Linked DNA regions of Mus musculus: regions 1, 2 and 4 are each linked to region 3. Evidence: chromatin contacts called from public HiCAR-type and promoter capture Hi-C data. All regions are on one chromosome and are shown on one strand. The core of a region is the stretch at or near the end of the contact, and the rest is flanking DNA. Distances in the headings are between cores, read along the strand shown. Region 1 holds the start of Helq (helicase, POLQ-like). Region 2 holds the start of 5430416N02Rik (RIKEN cDNA 5430416N02 gene). Region 3 holds the start of Wdfy3 (WD repeat and FYVE domain containing 3). Region 4 holds the start of Abraxas1 (BRCA1 A complex subunit).

What was found. Promoter capture Hi-C pulls out the DNA fragments that hold promoters and counts their contacts. HiCAR-type assays count read pairs that join an accessible place to other places.
Region 1: a promoter capture Hi-C map of embryonic stem cells shows a contact between it and region 3, with 3 times the contacts expected there. The contact joins the promoter of Helq here to the promoter of Wdfy3 in region 3. A contact is called at or near these places in 10 of 39 promoter capture datasets (the 3T3-L1 cell line, the C10 cell line, the SN4741 cell line and 5 more) and 5 of 115 datasets of contacts at active chromatin or transcription factors (astrocytes, embryonic forebrain, extraembryonic endoderm stem cells and 2 more).
Region 2: a promoter capture Hi-C map of hippocampal neurons shows a contact between it and region 3, with 6 times the contacts expected there. The contact joins the promoter of 5430416N02Rik here to the promoter of Wdfy3 in region 3. A contact is called at or near these places in 2 of 39 promoter capture datasets (hippocampal neurons and liver), 1 of 484 Hi-C or Micro-C datasets (liver) and 2 of 115 datasets of contacts at active chromatin or transcription factors (astrocytes and embryonic forebrain).
Region 4: a HiCAR-type map of astrocytes shows a contact between it and region 3, with 4 times the contacts expected there. The contact joins the promoter of Abraxas1 here to the promoter of Wdfy3 in region 3. A contact is called at or near these places in 3 of 39 promoter capture datasets (the 3T3-L1 cell line, hippocampal neurons and liver), 2 of 484 Hi-C or Micro-C datasets (the G1E-ER4 cell line and the N1E-115 cell line), 5 of 115 datasets of contacts at active chromatin or transcription factors (astrocytes, embryonic forebrain, embryonic limb bud and 2 more) and 1 of 9 other capture datasets (embryonic stem cells).

Annotation. Positions count from the first base shown.
Region 1 is chr5:100,796,305-100,801,986 of GRCm38.p6, forward strand. Helq (helicase, POLQ-like) reads right to left here and starts at 2,296. Exons shown (of 18, transcript NM_001081107.1): 1 at 1,990-2,296; 2 at 50-758. The coding sequence starts at 2,169. It overlaps Mrps18c (mitochondrial ribosomal protein S18C), which reads left to right and starts at 2,455. Exons shown (of 6, transcript NM_026826.1): 1 at 2,455-2,556; 2 at 3,248-3,309; 3 at 5,604-5,682. The coding sequence starts at 2,466.
Region 2 is chr5:100,426,914-100,432,556 of GRCm38.p6, forward strand. It overlaps 5430416N02Rik (RIKEN cDNA 5430416N02 gene), which reads right to left and starts at 2,622. Exons shown (of 5, transcript NR_034038.1): 1 at 2,413-2,622; 2 at 2,184-2,325.
Region 3 is chr5:102,067,912-102,073,001 of GRCm38.p6, forward strand. It overlaps Wdfy3 (WD repeat and FYVE domain containing 3), which reads right to left and starts at 2,010. Exons shown (of 67, transcript NM_172882.3): 1 at 1,685-2,010.
Region 4 is chr5:100,818,532-100,823,811 of GRCm38.p6, forward strand. It overlaps Abraxas1 (BRCA1 A complex subunit), which reads right to left and starts at 2,404. Exons shown (of 9, transcript NM_172405.3): 1 at 2,300-2,404; 2 at 1-76. The coding sequence starts at 2,386.

The DNA of each region.
Region 1 (5,682 bases), core at 1,046-3,545, 1.3 Mb before region 3:
AATACTATTTGAACTATAAATTTGGTTTCCTTTTTATACAAAGCATTACCATATAGCTTTTTGATTCCTTTCAATTGAACGTAAAGATCTCTCACTTTGCTGGGTAGCGAATAAAAAGGACCAAGATCATCTGACGGTGACTCAATGGCTTTCTTGGCGACGCTGATCTCCTCAGACAGGAGCGCCTCTCTGAGGTGTTTACTCCTGGGAAATGCTGGGGTCTGGGCCCTGGCATTCCCAGCCATGGTACTTTTCAGATGGTCTTTCAGACTTTTTCTCCTGCTTGACTCTGAAGCAGCTCTGACGTTAGAGAAGTCATTATTTGGCTCGGGTTGCTCTGTGTGGCTGGAGACCAACTCTTCATGTGATGACTTCTGTGGGTCCCCATTTGTCTTCTTAGTGCACGGATCGCCCAAAGCTTCTGGTGAGTTCTGCGGATTTTCAAAGTATAAAATTTGAGAAGAAGGCACATCAAACGAAAGATCGCTTCCAGGTTCTGGTTCAGCAGGGACATCTAGGTGACTCTGCTTCTGGCCGTGCTCACTAGTTTCCGGGTCAGTGAGGTTGATTACAGTAGTAACTCTGAGGTTGTTTTTGAGGCCTGCTGAACAAAGGTCTTTGGTGCCAGAGTCTGCATCACGGTCCCCACATTCAGGCAGTTGCATATATCTCTGTTCCAGGTCATCAACGTGAGCTAAGAAGGAACTTTCTGTAAAGCTGTCATAGTCACCAAACATGTCCTCTTCGCTGTCATTTTCCTGTAAGGAAACAAAGATACATACATGAATTCCATCCTCATTTTAAAAAAACAAATGTCCCAGCAAAGGACTATCCCAATGATATCACTATATGCAAATTATCCTCTGAATACATATTATCATCACCAAACAAAAGAAACAAGTCCAGAGAGTTGCTCTGACTTGCCTAAACAGTACTGCTGGCTTATTATGGGATATCAGGATGCTAAGAAACATTTTTTTAAAAGTCAGAACAGGATCTCACCTTACTGAGGCTACACACTCCTGATCCTCCTGCCTGTTTCCTGAATGCCTCACCATGCCTGGTTTTAGGAGGTGTTGGGATCAAACCCAGGGTGTTGGGCATTCTAAGCAAACATTCTGTCAACTCAGATACATCCCCCAAGGGGTGATACTGGAATTCTAAATTATTTATTCTGGTGCTGCCATGTGAGCCCAGGGCCTGCCCCAGGCTCCGCTGCTGAACCTAACCGCCCAGTCTTTGGCATTTTAATTCTTAAACCTATGCTAAAGCACTTAAGAATGAAAGAACAGTAACTCTCTCCAAGATTCAATAGATGCTTCTGATAACTGTGGTAATTCCGGCCCAGGCACTAACGTAGAAGCTGGTCTGCTACAAAATCATGATTGTGCCATTAGACACTACAATGTTCCACTAGACACTACAATGAAATTCTGTTCTGAACTTGGAATTGAGACAGTCATGTGCACACTCATGTATGGTGGCTTACAGAACAGAGATGTAAACTGGGAGGTGATAATTATTTATTGAGTCACAACTTTAGTCTCTCAACTTCCCTGGACTCACTTACCGTTGTAAAAGTCTACATAATATGGCTAGTTTAATAACGTAACTAGCAATTAATGGGTCATCAATAAAAATGTTTTATCAGTAAAGTAGAGCCGAGCCATTTGGAAGGCTAGCTTTCTCTCTGTCAAGCCAGTTAATTGCCCCGTGAATACTTTTTATGACAGGGGATGGAAGGAGCATGTAGGTTTGACATCTACCTAGAAGTCGGGGGTTTAAGCAGTGTCTCCCAAGTGATGGAGATAAAAGGATAACAAAGGTGAGAGAGCGAGCTAAGGCTACTCATGATGTGCACCTGGGAAGAAGGCGGTTTCACCTCCCGCGCAGCCGTGCCCGGGGCGGGACACGCGGTTGCCACCGCAGCCCCTGGGATGACAGGACCGGGCGAGTCAACGGGGATGCGGGGACTCAGCAGGGCTGTACCTGGGCGTGCTCCGGGCTCCCGGTTTTCCGGCGGCGGCTCCCGGCTGCAGCTTCGTCCTCCGTGTCCTCGGCAGGCTGGAGCTCGGCCGGGGTCGGGGAGGCACGGAGGTTCTCCAGGTTGCCGCGGTTCCTTTTGCGGACAGACACCCGCCGGCGGATGCGGGGACAGCCGTCCTCCATGACAACGGCCCAGAGTCCCTGCGACAGCCGCCCTGGGTGCAGCCCGGAGCCGGTGGCGCCGTTCTGGAGACAGCAGGTGACCCAGCATCAGCTTTCCATCCCTCAGCAGCGCAGCCCCGGGTCACGTGACTTCCGGCCCGGGAAGCGCGGGAAGATAAAGGTGCAGTGCATTGAAACCCGGGCCGCGTTCGCGCCGGAACCTTTGCGTCGAATCCCGGGCAGACAGGGGAAGAGCACCAGAAAGGACCTGTCGGGGCGCTTAGGGAAATAGAAAGGAAGAGGAAGGGCGGAGAACCATGGCCGCTCTGGTTGCTCTGTGCAGTGGTATAGGGAGGAAGAATTTGACAACCGCGGCTGGCTGCTTCACGGATCGCGGAACTCAAGCAGGTAAAACGTCCGGCATAGCATTATAGCCGCTGATTGTCGGTGGGGTCCTCGCCGTTAGCAAAATGACTATTTCAATAGAACTAGGTTTGAGATAAGTGGGAGGCTCGAGTCATCGTAGACTAGTTTCCTAGAGCTGAAGAGGACTTTGAGGTGTAGTCAACCACTTTACCCCGTTACTTATTCACTTTACAAAAACCTATCGCCCCGACTCCTCAATAAGACTTTCTGGACACTTGTTGGCTGTGGTTCTCTTGCATCTGTTTCCATCCGCTGCTTGGACGAAGCCTCTCAGGAAACAGTTATGCTATCTAGGCTCCTGTCTCCAAGGTGTAGTCAACTCTTTTTTTGTTTGTTTGTTTTATGCTTCTTTGTCAATGTCTTGAATCTTTTTATTTCTCCTTTGGAATGACAGTACCATTCTGTTGTTTCTGTACATATTTGAATTTCAATCCGTAACTGTAGAAATGAGAAAGAATTTATAGGAGAGGAAGTATATATGTCCTTTATCCAAAGCCTTTGGAACCGCTCATTTTGAGTCCTATTATGTCCCAAATCTAACAGGTTGCTAACTAATCATTGAAAAGAATGTTTGATATTGTGCCCTTTGATTATCTAGCATCTTTAAAAACGTAAATCTTGGTTAGATATGCAGCGAATGAAAACAATTGTGTTGTCGCCATTTTCTCTTTAGTTTCTGTGATTTGGAGACGATGTTTTTCACAGTTTGAACAGGTAACCAGCAATGAGGACCTGGTAAGATTTCGTTTTCTTTTTTTAAAGAAGACATTATTTTATTATTTGTATGTATGTGGGGGAGGGGAGTTGTGGAAGCCAGAAGAGGGCATTGGATTCTCCTGGAGCTGGAACGAGGTGGTCGTGAGCCACTGGGTGTGGGTGCTGGGATTCAAACCCTGTACTTAGTAACATTAGGGAGTACTTTTAACCACTGACACCTATCCAGCCCCAGGTCCCCCTCCCCCCATATTACTAATTCATTTCCAAATTCAGCCTAATTTTTAATATTTGGAATTCAATTATAGGACAAAATAATGGTTATCTTTTATTGACTATAGTCACTTGTGTTTTGTAGAGAATTCCTAGATTCAGTCTGTAATGTATTCTTCTTCATAGATATTAAATATAAGGATACATGATTTGAGAATATCTAAATATAGCTTCGGTGGGTAGGATAATTGTAGGTAATAGAAACCTGACAGGCTACCTTGATAAAAGATCCAAATTCAAGTTTTACAGTAAGACATTCAACTAGTTGCTTCTTAACTATAGGTGTATTTTTATGGGTTTCAAGTGTGAACAGGGATGTGGGAGCCTAATCACAGCACACGAGAATTTAGCTGGAGCTGAGAAGGAATACAGCTTATATTCAAGGCAAGCTAGATATGGTGGTATACACGTACTGTGACAGCACTTAGGAAGCTCTGAGGCAAGAGGAGCTTGTGAGTTGGATACATCCTGGACTACAACAAAACCAATCACTGTTGTGTCTTTTGGCTAAAATCAAGTGTAAAAACCCAAAATCTTAAAAGATTATGTTAGATACCAAAGCAGTTGTCTAAACACATGCGACTCCACCTTAGTCATCTAATTCATGCATCATACTTTAAAATAAAGGAAATTTACATTTCCTTTTTTAGGTCATGTGACTAATGAAAATTCTGTTTCTTTCCCACAGAAAAATTCGGTCACCCAGTCATACTCCTTTATCACAATTAAGGAAAACTATAGATATCAAAGCCATTTCTAAATTAAGACCCTGTGCCAGAATGCGTTGGTACAACATGTAATTAAAGCATTTGGGAGGCCGGCGTAGAAGGATGGGGAGTTTGAGATCACCATGTGCTACATGGAGAGTTGTAGGACAGCGGAGCTACATAGTGAGACCCTATTTCAAGAAACACAAGAAAGAAACACACACATACTCATTCAAAAAAACAGAAAACAGGGACATAGAAAAGGGATTGTGGGGCTGGTGAGATGGCTCAGTGGGTAAGCGTACCCGACTGCTCTTCCAAAGGTCCGGAGTTCAAATCCCAGCAACCACATGGTGGCTCACAACCATTCGTAACGAGATCTGACGCCCTCTTCTGGAGTGTCTGAAGACAGCTACAGTGTACTTACATATAATAAATAAATAAATCTTTAAAAAAAAAAAAGGGATTGTGGTGAGAAAAGAGATGGAAAGGGCAGGGGGACAAAAGAGGTTAATGGAATATATATGTTGAGTTAGTTCAAGAGCAGAAAGGGGTATTATTGGGAATGAAGAAGGAAACCAGCAAGAGAGAGAGAGAGAGAGAAAGGCAGGGTGGTTGAGAGCAGTAGAGACTAAATAAGAACAAAGCATAATTACACACACACACACAGAGGCGCACACGTGCACATACACACATATGTACACATACACATAATCTCACACAATCCTGTTCGTATGCTCACCAAAACTTTAAATGTCACTATATTGGTGACTACTGTTCTCATAGTTAGAGGGAGGCACTGTGTCAGGAACAGTAAGGTGAGAAAATGCACAAGGGCCCACACAGACTCTCATAACACCCTAGAAGGTGATGGTAACAAACCTTTTTTATTGCACTAAACCATGAAACATTGTCTATTTATAAAGTGAAATGGTGAAAAACACCTGGCAGAAAATTTGTGTATGGATAAATGACTTAGCACATGTATACTTTTAATAAATTAATCTAAAAGAAAACGAATGATAAAATTATGTTTATACCAAGCAATTTTCTTGAAATAAAATTTAAATTAATTAACTTTAAATTGAACTAAGGTTCTTTGATTATATGCAATTGAAACGCAGCATTTGAGCAAGAACTCTTTTATCAACTGACTTATCTTGGAAGTCCTTTTCTGCTTCAAGGCAGAATATTTAATGTGGCAATCTCTCTTTAGCCAGATTTACACAAAATAAAGAACTTGTATTAAAAAAAAAAGTATAACTGTAGCTGTAGCTTTAACTTTTCTGATTAAGTCTTAACACAGTTCATCCTGAGACTGTCCTTTTATCCTAGCCAGTCCCAATGGAGAACCCCTACAAGGAGCCTCTTAAGAAGTGTGTCTTGTGTGAGAAACGTGTAGATTACAAGAATG
Region 2 (5,643 bases), core at 1,372-3,871, 1.6 Mb before region 3:
GGCTCAGTATGTGAACAGCAGTGAAGAGTTTAATCATCGGATATGCAGCCACTAGCGGAAACAGCAAAGAGCTCAGAGCACTCCATGCCCACCAAGTTCTCTAATGTCTCTTAACGTTGCTGTTTTAGTTAAAGGTCTATGACATTTAAGTAAATGCCTTTTGCAGTCCCCCATCTGTCAGTATTACAATGTATCACATTACCAGAATTCAGAGCAGTATAGCCACAGGGCTTGTCAGAGGGACTCTCAGGACCCCTGCATCTCTCCTAGGAGACCCTCAGCAGCAGGCACCCAATTAAACAGGCATCTCACTGAGATGCTCCCAGGCTTTCTCCTCAGCTGCAGCACCCCCTTTTGTGAGAATCTCAGCAGATTATGTTTCTGAAACCACTTAGCCCGTGTGGTGGTCTGACATGGCCCCTCATGTATTCGCATGATCTGTCCCCAGGTGAGCTGTCCGGGAAGGATTAGGAGGTGTGGCCTTGTTGGAAACCAAAAGCCCATGCAGTGAGTCTTGCTCTCTGCTGGCAAAGCAGGATGTGAAGCAACGGTGCCAGCACCATGCCTTCCTGCCTGGCTGTCCCAGCATATAGGACTGACCCGTACAACGGTAAGCCAGCCCCAGCACAACGGACCAACCCCTACAACTGTAAGCCAGCCCCAGCATGATGGCTTCCTGTAAGAGTTGCTGTACTCATGCTGTGTCTTCACAGCCTAGGATTCCTGCTTCTCCGGTAGTGTCGTGGCACTTAGTACCTCATGTTCTTTTACTATGTTAACAATGTTGGAAAACCAAAGTATTCTTCGGGTACTATTCACTTCACAAAATTTTCTCCAATCATAACCTTGATACTTTTTGAAAATTTTTATTTTTCGGCATAGCTGTTTTACCTGTGCGTTTCTTTGTGTAGCACTGACTGGCTGTCCAAGAACTCACTCACTCTGTAGAGCAGGCTGGCAAGTGCTCTGCCCTTTAATCTGCTGCCTCTGCAGGGATTAAAGGCACACACTGCCACCGCTGCTGGCAATAAGGATGACCTCTTACCATTATTCTGTAGGAGAAAAGCCAGCCACAAAAATCCTATGTACTAAAGAAAAAACTCCGATGCACTAGTCTATTATCCCATCTATGTGAATCATACAGAACAGGCAATCTACAGGTACAGGTGCTCCTAGGGACTGGGGGACAAAGGGACAGCTAATGTGAATGGAGTTTCTTTGGAGAAGAGATAGGGTGCAGCTGGTAAAGCCTAGTGTTCCCAGAGCCCTAAGGTTCAACCTTCAGCACATTAACTGGGCTTGGCAGGAACACACACCACTGGGGAGGTGGAGGCAAGATGATCAATAGAACAGTCATGCCAAGCTACACAGCAAGTCTAATCTAGCCCGGGTTACATGAGACCTGTCTAAAAAAACAAAATGAATGTTTTTACAGGGTGGGGTTAGACCTCTACTCTAAAACTGGCCTGAACCTTTACTCCCAGCTTCATGGGAGACCCATTCAGAAAGATCACCCCCAGGTTGAAAACGGACTCTAGGAGACAAGCCCAGCTCAGTAAGATAAAATTGTATCTGTTCTAAAGGCAAGCGTAGGTTGGTGATGCAGTGACTGAAATCATGCACAAATCCTGGGCTTGAGTCCCAGCACTGCAAGATAAAAACCCCGATGTGCTGAGAGCTGATTACATGAGACCAGACTGAACTTCACTTAACTCACTGCCAATTGTGAAAAACCTCACCTAAGGATAAACACACAGCCTTGTATTCTTGACAGTCAAGCAAACACTTGTACCATAGCACCCGATTCCCCAGAAGTTCATGGGCTGCGTTTTATTTAAAAAAATAAAAATAAAAGGAAAAACCCAGCAAAATGTTGATTTCATCCAAATAAGATAAAAGCATATATAATGGAAAAACATGAATAAATTAATTCCTTGATGACTTCAATTCTCAGTAAAATAGGAGGTAAAAAAAACTTGTTGGAATTGAATTTTGTATCATTTGAAGGATACAAAGAAGTCAAAGGTTTTAATCACTGGGCTCCAATAAAATCGCCTAGTCCTGAAAGCTATCCACCCTCGATGCCCTATTCCCAAACTCAAACAAAGTTCTGTGGGCCCTAAGTTTCCGTACCCGTGCAGTTCCCATCGCACTGGAGACAGCAAGGGCCCGAGAGACCTCACCTTCTTTCATTAGCCACCTCCCATCTTCAGAAAAAGCGTTCTCTCATGAGGACAGCGGAGCAGTCCCACTCAAGCTGCTGTGCATCACATCCACAGCGCCAGGTCACATCGAGAGCTCCTGTGCCCCCTCGCCATCCGTGACCTACAAAAGAGACGAGATGAGGCCTGAGATCGCTCTTTTGTCCCGCCTGCTACACAACATTCGGCGGACATCACGACCTGTTCCTACCCATTTGGCGCCATTCTCCAATCAGTCCTTCCCGGCGCGCGCCACCATCGCCAGGGTCAGGCAGGCGTCAGCTCGGTTTCCACCTCTCTACTCCCCATGGCCATGCTCGCCCAAAGCGCGATGGCGCCGGATTGCGCGGGAGCTGGCGTAGACATGATGCCAGAGCGTTAACAAAAGGAGGACCGAATGGAAGCGAGAACGTGCCCACGGAGGCCCTTAAAGGCGCCAGGCCTCTCCGATTGGCTGCTTCGACATAGCATGGTATGTGATTGGCTACATGTCCAAAGCCCGCCCTTCCGGTCAAGCCGCCCAGTCCTCATGCGGAACAGAGTTTACCGCGACTCGAGCTCTCGCGGGAGCCCAGAAAAGGGACTTCGACAGAGTAGGATAGCCGGAAGTTGCTGTCCAGGGGACCGCAGCCTTGGGGACTGCTAGTGGAGTGTCTCGACCTGTCCTCCGGCTGTGTGGGCGATCGCAGCCGCCGAGCCCAGGCACTGCTATGGGACTGCAAAGGTGGGGCGGCGGCACATCGGCTAGCGTCGCCAGACATGTGCAACCGGACCTGGCTGGTGCTCCGCATTTGCCTTCCGGCTTGAGGGACGTTACTCAGAATGCTTTCTTTTTGCCGTTTATTGGGCGTCTGACTTGGTGAGCACCAGTCATCTCAGCCTTTCTGAGGTGTTGGTGAGAGTCAGTCATACCATGCTGAAGGCATACTGAGGAGAAAAGTAGGCGAAATCAATCCCTACTTAAACACTAGCTCCCAAGGAGAACCTTTTTGGTTGGTTTGTGGGGTGCTCTCTTCCTTTTATATCAGCCTGACCCGAGAAAACACGTGTAGTTCAAGCTGGCCTCACACTTGGGATCTTGGTGCATCAGCCTTCGCAGACCCAGCCCTGCACTACGCGTGAGACGTGGTCGCATTTTCTTACAATGTCAAGGGTTTGTTGAATAACAATAAATTCACACGTGATTCGAGTACCATCCTAAGTGCCAAACGTTAGCTTTTCCTTCTTGAATCAGTTTTCATTCGCCACCCCCAACCCCCTGAAAATCCCAAGCTTCTCCGTACTAGTCGGGAGATGTGTGTTAGACCAGAGCTGTGTGCTGCTTTGGATGAATATCGTTCTTGGCTCTTCCTAAAGATAGCACAAGATAATTTGGCTCTGGACCTGCAACTTCTAGACCTTTGTTTGGCTCTCCATCTGAACTCACCTGAGCTCTTCATTTCTTGTGATTGTCAATGAAATAATTCAGATGAGGCACACAAGAGAGCACTGTTGAAGATAAATGGGCTTTAGTACTGGAAAGTGAAGGAACCCAAAGGAGAGAGAAACAATGGCCAAAAAGACTGTTGGCATAAAAGCCTGCTCACAAGGAGCAAGAATGGGGCTGGAGAGATGGCTCAGCGGTTAAGAGCACCAACTGTTCTTCCAGAGCTCCTGAGTTTAATTCCCAGCAACCACATGGTGGCTCACAACCATCTATAATGGGATCTGATGTCCTCTTGTGTGTATGAAGAGAGCAGTGGTGTACTCATACACATAAATTAAAAACAAGGGGCAAAAATAGACACAGGCCAAGGAGATTCATGGTGCCAGCCTATATCCTTAGAAAGGGTTTAAAACTCAAATGTCTCTAGAACAAACAGTTGGTTTGGTTTTGATGGGTTGTTGTGTGTGTGTGTGTGTTTTGTGGGTTTTTTGTTTCTCCTCAGGTGACTGACAGGCCCACTTGGAGTAGCTTTGGGAAGGGGGAGGTGCATTGTGTTGACACCAGGCATAGTTGTGCACACCTTTAATCCCAGCACTCAGGAGAAAAAGGCAGGGGGGCCTCTGTTGTGTTCAAAGCCAGCCTGATCTACACACTTCCAGGATCCTGTGTGCTGGCTTGTTTTATGGCACCTTGACACGAGATAGCCATCAGAAGAAGGGATGATGCAACTCAGAAAATGCCTGCAGAAGATCTGGCTGGGGGGGGGGGGGCATGTAAGGCGTTTTCTTAATTAGTGACTGACTGGAGAGGGCCCAGTCTATTGTGGGTGGGGATCTCTCTGGGCTGGTGATGCTGGGTTCTATAAAAAACAAAACAGACTGAACAAGCCATGGAAAGCAAGCCCGTAAGCAGCACCCTTCCATGGCCTCTGCATCAGCACCTTCTTTGAGTTCCTGTCCTAACTTCCTTCAGTGATAGACTTTACTGTGAATGTGTGAGCCAAATAAATGCTTTCCTCCTCAACGTGCTTTTGGCTATGGTGTTTCATCACAGTAATGATAACCTTAACACACTGTCTCAAAAAAAATAAAATAAAAGACAGGACAGTGGTTATCTGTGTGCTTTACCACAAAACCTCCAGTAGGTACAGGTCTTATGATAGTTTGAGCAGTTTGGAACTGCCTCTCCTCGAAGGGCACCAAAAGCCCATTCCTTAGACCGTTCATTAGAGCCCTGCAATTTCAGTCAATGGTTTTGCATTTTGCTAATGGAGAGGAAGGGGTCCATTCTCAGACACCTCCAAGCCTATGAATTTTCCAACTAGCTACCAAACATGTACTTAGATTTTATAGGTGAAGACATAAATGTTATAGAGCTCAGATGACAGCTAAGAAGTAAAGAAGCAACATGGGAAATGGCTCAGCGGCTCTCTAAAGGATCCCCAGAACTTACCCAGAAAGCTTGGCAGATGGCAGCCACCTGTAACCCCAGCACAGAGAGGACGACAGGAGATTCCCCAGGACAAGTTGGCTAACTAGATTGGCAAACTCTGAGTTCACTAAAAGACTGCAGAAAGTGTACAATAGTCAAGGGGTCTCTACACAGGAGCAGTCACACATGCATGGGCCCTCACCCACACATGTACACATTCCTGACCATCTCAGTCTGCTTGATGAAAAAACTGCCTCTCAGATGTTATCCTCTGACTTAGCACATATGAACCATAGAACACATGGGCGCGCGCGCGCGCACACACACACACACACACACACACACACACACACACACTAAATAGATGTCATTTTGAAAAATATATCCCATAAGCTTTGGCATCTTTACCTCTTAAAGACTGAAATGAGTATCCTGTGATGGAGAAATGTGTGCCATCAGTCACGTCATCGAGCTGCTAAAGACCTAGATACCAGTTTCTTGAATGTCAGAGCTAAAACTAGTTTATCATCCCTTAAGCCATCATTCAGAGAAGGGCACAGTAGCACACCACGAAAGTCCAGCACT
Region 3 (5,090 bases), core at 760-3,259:
TTTTTTTTCCTCAGACTTGCCTGCATCTACAAGACTTAGACGTTCACGCTCTTCTCAGCCTCCCAGTACCTGGCCAACAGGTATGAGTCACCATACCCAGGTAGGATATTTACTCTTTTTAAACTACGATACCCAGTTGTTTACCATCTTTTGTGGTTCCAGATCAAATGGGGGTGGGGGAGCCCCGATGTAGGCTACATTCTGAGGATAATTTCTAGAAATTCTAAGACCCCACTGAATGCAGCACCTTGGTGATATTTAGGACACCAGAGGTAAACAGTGAAGACTTGTGGAGTTCAGCATCCTCAGAGTACAGAATCTGATCCTGGAATATTACACTACGGTTTAACTTTCTTTCATGTCTTTCCAAGTTACTTCAAAGCCTCATGTTCCTTAACTCATAGCACATTTGTAGAGAAATTTTTGTGAGAAGCATATTTTTACATGAATAGATTTCAACTAAGGAAAAGAGAAACTATTTAAAAACCTGTATTTCTAGTTGCTTGAGGCAGAACTGCTCAAAGTTTTAGTTCTCAAACCTAATGAAATACAGATTTTTTTTAAACATTAAATGCATATCAAGCTAATTCTTACACAGCAGGGTCCCATGATGACAGTTTTATTTAAAGAGGGATTTACTTTGACTAGATCTATACACTAACAGACTATAGTCTTTCTCCTAGACTCTACACTAATACCACATCCCATTTTCCTGTAAATAAGTACATTTTTCATTGTTTTGTTATTTTTACTTGCTTTACATCCTGACAGTGAAAACTGATCTAAACCTGCTTGATAGAGGCCAGCCTGGAATCTGCTGTCTCGACGCAAGGGTTTTGTTTTTCTTTTTTTGTTGGGTTTTCAGACACCATAATAACCACTTGGTACTGACCAACCCATAGCTATTAGTGAACAAAAATAGTTTTTCGTATGCATAAGCACCATTTTTCCCACAGAAAAAACACTTAGCCATTGGTGAGGTACTGAAAATCCATGCATTCGGTAAACATCTGCTTGATCTGATTCTATCCTATTATTTCTACAAAGGAAGAACTCATCATCTGTCTCTCCGATTCAAGAGTCAAAAAATCAATGGAACGCAGCACCTCCGATGCGACCATGGTCCAGAGGGCTCTGGTCGGAAAGGTCACCGCTGCCTTTTCAACCCCGCCATAACCGCGAATGTCGGTGATGCCACCACATCCCCGATGCAGGACAGAAGCATCCCAGGTCCCTTCCACAGGGAAGGGTTTGCAGCTCAGAGCGTAGAGGGATGAGCCAGGAGAGGCCCGCGGCCCTGGAGACGGCGCCCGAGGGATGGAGGCCGCGCTCCGCTGCGCCCGGGCGCGCGCGGGTGGGGGCTGGGGGGTCCGGGAATGGGCACCGGGAGGGTCCTCCCGAGGGGACCGGCATGACCCCCACCTACCCCGGGCGCCGCCGGGTTACGCCCCCGCCCTCCCGGACCTGCGGTCGCCTTGCCCCCGCCTCCCCATCCCCGAGGCCCCCGCACGCCCCTCCGCCGGCCGCCTGGGACCAGCCGCCGACGGCGCCCTCTCCAGGCCCGGAGGAGGACGCGGGTGGGGGAGCGGCTGGGCCGCGGCCTGTCCCCGCGCGGACAGCGCCTCCGCCCCGCAGGAACAAAGCGCGCCGCGGGCGAGCCGGCGAGCGGGCAGGCAGCACTCACCGCGGACGCGCGGGCCCAGGCGTGGGGCCCGGGAGTCCCCCCAGGCCGGGCCGGGGCCGAGCGCCCGCTGCAGTCCGCGAGCTGCGGGGCCGGGGCGGCAGCCGTGCTAGGCAGCCAGGGCAGCGACGCCGCCGCCGCTCCCTTCTCCCGCCTGGGTCCCTGCTCCGCCGCGTCTTCTCCCTCGCCGGGTCCCCGCCGCCGCCTCAGCCTCGGCACTGCACGGGCTGCTCCTCTCCATCAAGGCCGGGCCGGGCCGCGGGGAACATCCCGGAAAGTGAGGGCTGGTGGCCGTCTCCCGCAGCTGCTGGTGGCCATCTTTAATCCTCCTCCTCCTCCCGCTCTCCCCACCTCCCGCGCCCGCTGACGGACGGCTCGGGATCCTCCTCCCGCTCCTCCCGCTCCTCCTACCAGGCCGGCCGCAGAAACTGCAGCCGCGCGGCCGGCCCCTCCCGCCTTTCCTTCCTCTTTCCTACTTCCTTCCCTCGCCGCGGCTCCTGCTTGCCGGCACCCTGGACAGGCGCGCAGCCCAGTCCGCGCCCCGCGCCCCGCGCCCCCTGCCCTCGCCTCCGGGCTCCCGGGTCCTCTGGCGCAGCGCTCACCCCCTCCTCCGGCTTCTCGGGGGACCCTGCTGAGAAAGCACCGCTGCGCGCCCCTGAGCCCTACTCCCATTGCTGGATGCTGTCACCAGCGATGAAAACACGCGAGCCTGCGTTCATTTTACTCCAGCTGGAGTACAAAAGAACTGCCCACGCTAGCTCTTTCACTACGCGGCCTCGAACCCCCACCTCCTCCGGTGCGGATCAGGACCCAGGAGTTTCCAGTCTCCAGGGTTGTCCTGGGTCAGTGACCTTGAGACCTTCTGCTGAGATTTTAGGTTTGCCCTTTCTGGAAAGGTCATTCTTTGTACCTCCATAGACCTGACCAACACAATGTTTGCACTAAATGAGTATGGATTGGTAAACTTGAAACAGCCAAGCGGACATCAGCTTGTCTCTGTTCCTAGTCCGCCCAGCGTACCGTTTGGGTCATACTTCTGTTCTGACGGTGGGGACAAAACTGAGTCAGCATGAATGCTTGAACTCCTTGAGTTGAACAGCTCAGAGTGGGGAAGTAGTGGTACAGAAACTGGAAACACGAGCTTGTTTTCCCAACACTGCAATCTACAGCAGTTTTAGGATTTCCTCTAAAAAAGAAAAAAAAAAAAAAAAAGCCGAAGTAATTTGGACTTGCTGTTTCCTTTTTTTAAGCCAGTTTGTGTTTGGAATTGGATCCAGTTGTACCGATTTACTCCACTGTTTGCTACAAGATTCAGCAGCTGTTCCGTGTGGGGGCCCCTGTTCCTGCTGTTCCCAGGCACCCGCTGGCAGGACAAAGCACCTTTCCCCAGGTGTGGAGAGCCATGCCTGTAAGGCCTGTGCTGGGTGGGGCTGCTGTTGGATGAGGTTGGGGGGTCCCTCAGGAGGATAGAAGAATTGTCCAGAGTTGGAGGCCAGGGAGACAGTCAGGGAAGGGAAGAGACCAGGGGCAGGCTACAGAATAAAAATGTAAATGTTACTCAATTCTGAAAGAGTAGGTCAGAACAACCCCTTTTAAAAAAACCTACTTTTATAACCAGATCATCTAAGGGGGAACAGAAATCCGATGCTTTGCCTCTAAGGCTCACAAAGTAACCTGTAAAGATACTGGCCATTCAACTGTTTTAACTCAGTCTGTGCCATCTATAGAATTCCTTTAAAGCCAAATAGGCTGTGCTATAGCGCTCTATAATACAGTTTTAAATAAATCATTACTGCCAGGTCGCTGGGTGGGGGAGGGGTGTGCCTGCTTCCTTTTCCTTCTTACTGCTCCTTCCTCCTTGGCCCTTTGATGTGTATTCTTTAGGTACCGTTCCTCCAATCTGCCCTTACACAAATGTACCACAAAATTCTCTTCAGCCTGGGAGTGTGGCAGGAAGAAGAGCTACTGGATGCATGGCTACATTAGGGTAAGAAAATCAGTTGAGTCAACACTAAGACCAGGGTGCCTTTCAGAAGGAAGATCTTCAACTAAATATGAATGAGGTTTCGAATTTTTTTTGTAATTATAATTGGGAGAAGAAAATTTATGAAATGTATGTCATCAGCACATTGATTATAAATGTCTTTCTGTTGGAAAAAAAACCATTGCAATAAAGTTCAAGGGTATATCAGTATGCAAATGTGGCAATTTTCCTGCTGGTGTCTTATAGAGAATATTTCACAAAGGTTTTCTCCTAGTGCACACATATACACCCAGCTGCCTTCCCTTGTTTTGCTGAAGCTATACAAATATAAGGATTATAAGGATGGTCTGGAAAAGACCCTTCCCAGTTGCTCTCTCTCAGCTCTGCCTCAGATCTGTCACCGCCACAGCTCTTACCTTCCTGGGTCTTTGTTGCCGGCCAAATGTAGTTTCTGTCATCTTGAGTTTAGGTATTCAAAACAAAACAAAACAAAACAAAACAAAACCCTGGTCAGCTCAGGTTCTCCAGCAACATGACTACTGTGTCCTGTGTATTCACTCAGATGAACTCACACTCCTCATAAAACAAAGACTGTGTTAAAGTGGAATAAGCCCTTTGTGCAGAGGCCAGATGGAAGGAGTTCTAGGCATGTGCAGCGAACTCCTCTGGGGATAGAGGAAGCTGAAGGGCTATTTCTAAACAGTTCTGCACCAGGAGTCTGATTCCTAACTTCCATTCAGAAATGAGGTGACTGTAGACAATAGCAGTTGAGGAGCTGTGCCTCACGACAAGTAAAAGCCATGGATTTGTGGTGACAGAAGACTCGTGAGCACAACAAGTGACTGGCGGGAGAGATGCTGAGGAGGGAGGACATGTTTTAAAAGAGAATTTCCAAAATTGTTAAGAGAAGCAATAAGCTCAGAATTCTCTGTTTAAGCATTTGCTTCTTTTATGTTTTATTTATAAAATGAAAGGTTAATGGCAAATGGGATTATCATTCATATATATACATATAAATGTATAAATTGACATATGCGTGTGTGTGTGTATAATACAATATGTATATAAACTAAATTCTAGATTTTTAAGATATTACCAGAACATGGAGTGTTACAGATGCTAGAAGACAAAAATCTACATAGACATTAACCATATTGACACATTCAAATTTCACTTCTATGCTAAAATATGTTGCTATCATATTTAAAATGTGTTTCCACTCTCCCAGGTTATTAGCTACAATAATAGAATTACCATATTGTTTCCCCTTGTTTAGAAGACCCAGATGGAAGGGAAACTGGGCAAGCAAATGAGTCTCTCTGGGGATCATGTGATCGAAATGTTTGTGGAAAAAAACATACCCCAGACCAGAAGACAGAGTTAAGTAAATGTTCAGTGTTGTTCTCATAATCTCTGCTCTTTGTA
Region 4 (5,280 bases), core at 1,154-3,653, 1.2 Mb before region 3:
CTTTAACGTTGTCCATCTGTGAATCAGTAATGCTATTCTTGGCTTCACCTTTCATTTCACCGAGGAGAAAACCTTCCTATGAGAGTAAACAAAAGAAGCAGTATATGAAACACACTGGCTAGGGTCAATATTCTATCTCCTAATCATATCTTCTCAGAATTTCACAATATACAAATGTGTTATAGGTAGTGGGCACATGGGTAACTGGGAAAGGCTGAGAGGGAGACAGAGTGGAACTGATTTGTTTGTTTGTTTGTTTTGAGACAGGGTTTCTCTGTGTAGCTCTGGCTGTCCTGGAACTCACTTTGTAGACCAGGCTGGCCTTGAACTCAGAAATTCGCCTGCCTTCTGCCTCCCAAGTGCTGGGATTAAAGGCGAGCGCCACCACGCCAGGCTGAGTAGAACTGACTTTAAAGGGCTTGGTAATAGTTTGGGAAGGCAGAGAGTGAAGCACCCCTAACTCAAATGCATAAAAGTTTTAAGTCTGTTTAAGAGCTCAGCTGAGCAGTTTGTCTTGAAGCGCAAGGCTTCTGTGGACAGTTGTAACAAGAGGGTAAAGTCCCACAAGATAATCCAAATGAGCAGCCCAAGTCTGGATTTTACACATATTTCTGAGTGTCAGTGGAGGTTTCTTAGCTATGGAATGCTAAAGTGATCAATGTTTTCAGATGTAAATCTGTCTAAAAATTATTAAAAAAAAATAAAGATTTGTAATTCAGTTACATCTGCTTCCCAGTGGGTCTACTGTGTGCCTGTTTTCTTTTAAAATACAGGCAGCCTTTTGAGTTTTTGTTTTGTTTTCTCATTTCAGTGACTCAAGTTTTTTCTTTGGGTGCATTTAAAGATCAAGTGAACTCTTCTATTCATTAAAATTGGTTTATAATGCCCTGCCTCCATTTCATCAAAATAATCGAACGACCAACCAAACAAACATAGGAATGTCCCAGTCTTTTAACAGAATCAAGTGGGTAAAAATCTGCAATTGCAAATGTTCTTGATTTTGATACTCCCAATGTTAAAAACTAGGAAAAGTACCAGTCAATTCTAAGTACAATTATTCAGAAACCAACTCTAAAAACTTTAGTTGAGCTGGAGGGACGATTCAGTCATTAAGAGCAGTGGCTGCTCTTGCAAAAGAACAGGATTTAGTTCTCAGCGCCCACATCTTTATCTCCCATTAAGTTCCAGGGGATGTTATGCCCTCTTCTGGTCTACTTGGGCACTGCCCATGTGTGATCCACAGATGCTCAGTAAATGACTCTTCAAACAAACAAACAAAAGTTAAAATATCTGAGAAACTAGGGTCAAACACCAAGATGTAGTGTACAAGGGCTAATCCTATAAACTACAGACTTAGGGCAGTTTACTTATGTTCACGCTAAACATCTTCTAAAATAAGTCCCACAGATACACACACACACGTGTTTGTGTTTAGTATGAAGTTTGTGTATCATCCTCCCGTAGAGCCATGCTAATGTATCATCCCATTATGTGCTGCCCGGTGAGTACCTCGCGCATTCAAAGATGTCATTTGTTTCCCCCTGGTATTTTGATGTACTGCACATCAAAATCATTGTACACTCCTATCACTGGGACTGTGCTGAGAAGCAATTTAGGCAACGCAGATCTGACACTTAAAGCGAAGGACTCAACAGTTCAAATACCTTACTCCACACTGTTCAGTATGGTGCTCTCTGCACTGTATTCGTGCAGACCCCAAACTCATTTTAGATGTTTCTAGTTTCTTTCTTTATGTTACTAAGAACTTAATACAAGATGCTACTGCCAGACCTCAAAGTTTTACGGTAAGTTTTTAATCTACCAAAAAAAAAAAAAAAAGCCTTAAAATTTGTTTTCAATGTCACTCACGGGCTTCGAAAGGAGGCAAAGGCTTAAAAATGCATTTACACATCTGATCCTGGACAAGGTGCGTTTGTAACGGAAAGTAGCACAGAAATAGCCGGATCTTACAGCCTCATGCCAGGGTAGCCCTACAACTAGCCAGCCCCTTGCGGCTGGGTGCGGGGTCTGGCTCGCCCCTGCTCGTCCTCCCGAGCCTCGCGACGCTCACGCGCTGCGAGTAGGACCCGGCGCCGGGATCCTTCGCACAGCAGGGTAGCGAGGCAGGTAAGCTGCCCGACTTTCGTCGCCGAGCCGGAGGCCCCGGGGAACTTTCCTCCAAGCCCAAGGGCGAGCAGAGAAAAAGGGCCCGGATGAGAGCCCGGGAGGGCGCCCTGCTCCGCGAACCCACGGAGCGAGCGGGGACTGCGGGCGGGGTCGGCAGCCGCGCCCGGCTCACCGTGTCTGAGTCTGTGTTGAGATGATGGAAAGTGAGCGCGCCGAGCACGAAGCCAGACAGCACCCCCAACGTGCTCTCGCCCTCCATACTGCCGCCTCGGTCGCTGCCGCCACAGCCACTATCGCGGAGCATGACGGGAGGCTGGAGCGTAGGGGCGGGGCTTGAGCCTGCGCACCGGGAGACGCGGGTTGTAGGGAGCGCGGTGTCCTCTAGCCGGGTAGGGTGCTTCTTTCATCAGCTTGGCTGAGACACCTGCAGCATGCATGGAAAACACTGTTTATGCATAGTTTAAGGCTACTAATGGTTGTAAAAATAAGAATCGCTTAGCAATATTTTAATACCACGGATATGTCTTTTTGGGGTTTCCACTGCCCTTCATCTATTGGAACTTATGGAAGATCAATAACCAGTGGTGGGTGGGAATTATCTTCTCTAGAGTATTCCCGCTGTGTTGCGTTATTCTGTCTGTGTGTATTTGATTCTTTGGTTTGTTTGCTTGCAATTATAAAGTTATGAACTGAGTCTAGTTTAAAGACTATGTATGTTTATAACATTGTGAAAGTTCAATGATAAGCACGAACATATTGTGTTGGATCATTTGATATGACTAAAGTAAGTGAGAAGGTGAGGGATTGACATGTATTTCACACGTGTCATACACAATTTAAAAAGCCGATGGTTTTTAAATAATTGAAACTTGGCAAAGTGGCATGCTCCTGAATTGCATTAGTATTGCATGTCTCAGTTTTGTTGTGCAATAGCCAGGATTAGCTTGTCAGTGGCAACATGGAAGAAGTCACAGCTCCACTCTGTGGTCACTAATAGCTTGTGGAGTTCTCCTCCCCCTAGGAAAGGAGAATTTATAGAATACATATGTATAGTGCCGGGCGGTGGTGGCCCACGCCTTTAATCCCAGCACTCGGGAGGCAGAGGCAGGCGGATTTCTGAGTTCAAGGCCAGCCTGGTCTACAGTGAGTTCCAGGACAGCCAGGGCTACACAGAGAAACCCTGTCTCAAAAAACCAAAAAAAAAAAAAAAAAAAAGAAAAAAAAGAAAAACATATGTATAATACATATGTATTATAGAATGTGTATGTATTAATATATATTCCGTGGTACTATCATATGTATCACATATATAATTATACATAATACATGTAAAGGCCCATGGTATTTAGTTTTCATTACATGAGCTAGCCACCAGAGTTCAAGGCTGGTTGTGACAGGAGAATAAAGACAACAGTCCTAGATGACAAAGATCCTACCCAGCACGTACATTTCCCACCCTTTGACCTCGGCACCTCCCCCCCCCTTGTGAAGGAGTTCTCATGTACCCGAGTTCCCTAATATGCAAGTTTGAGGGGAGAAATAGTTTCCCACATCTCAGAATACAAAGTCTTGAATAAACCCGATTTCCTTCCACCAACTCTCATTCTCTGAATATTAGCTTTTAAGTATGGAGCAGATGACCTTGGGTGTGGTGACATTTCTGCTGAATATTAATTGCTTTTCTGTTGCTGTGATAAACCACCATGACCAAGGAACCTTACGGAAGGGACGGTTTATTTGGGCTTACACATCCAGAGGGATAGGAGCCCATCACCGTCACAGCAGGGAGCCTGGCAAGCAGCAGGCAGGCATGGTACAGCAAGCAGAGGACACCCTGAACCTCGAGAAAGATGCAGAGAGAGCAAACTAAAATTGGCACAAGTCTTTTAATTCTCAAAGCCTGCCCCCAGTGACTCCTTCAGCAAGACCACACCTCCTGAACCTATCCAAATGGTGCCACCAACCAGAAACTATTCAGATTTCTAGACTGTGTGGGCATATCTTTGAGACCATCACAGCTGTGTTCTGGGATAACACCCTCACTAGACCCTATTGCTGTCTGAAAACTACATCACCATGTTGTGACCGTACAATGGTATACAAAGCAGTAAGAAGAAGTGTTAATCCTACCAGGTGAAAATAAGACTAGTACCACAATTTTTGAGCAAAATGTAAAGCAGGCTTTATTAGATACTGGTCAGGATGATGGACACCGGCCAGTTCCATACCTTGGATGCCCAGAGAATGGCTGTAAACCCCACAAGACTCCGTATTCCCACGTTCATCCAATCAACAGCAATCATATCCGGACATACTTCCTGCCTACATACCTCTCTATCATGCATGTGACCAAGCACTTCCTGTGCAGCTGGAGCAACCAACCTTCTTCACAGAAGTGAAAACACCTGGCTTGTTATCTTACTTGAACCGCAGCCCCCAGCATTCCAGGAAGCTGGCTGCCCTTGGGCAAGTGGGGCTTACAGGTTAGAGGCGTTTTTTGTTTTATAGATCTCTTAAGCACAGTAGTTAAAACTTAACATATAACTTTAGCCCTCGCAGAACTGAAAGTAAAGGCATGCGTATGAATTTGTGGGTTGCATGATGAGGGAAATCTAATACTGTATTATTAACCCCTGTGCAGAAACAAAATAGGAGGACATTCTTTCAGCTCAATTGTATCAAGTGTCTGGAAGGGAAACTATGTGTCTTAAAGACCCTTCTTGCAACCACAGTGGCCTGTGTGAATGATGAATATACAAGGTTACTACTGGTGGAAAGTTCATCTCTAAAGCTGAGTTAGCTAATGGAAAGGTATCCAACCTTCAAAACAAAGCAGGCCGACCCAACAGCAAAACCGGAAATGCCACGCTTTTATCCTGTGTCTAGTTGCCCTGGAGATGAGTCAACGCTTTTTTAATTCTTGGAGCAGTTAACCGAGTTAAGCAGAACACATTCTTTACTTGTATCCATCAAAGCACTCTGGGTAATTTATTTCCTCTCTCTGAAGGGCCACTGACCTGTACAGTTGTATGGTTCATCCATGTCTGTCACACATGATCTGAGAAGGGCTTTCATACCATGGTGACTTCAGATTTTGGATGATTTGGGGGGCGGATGTTCCCTGTGTTTTCAGTGTGTGTGTGTGTGTGTGTG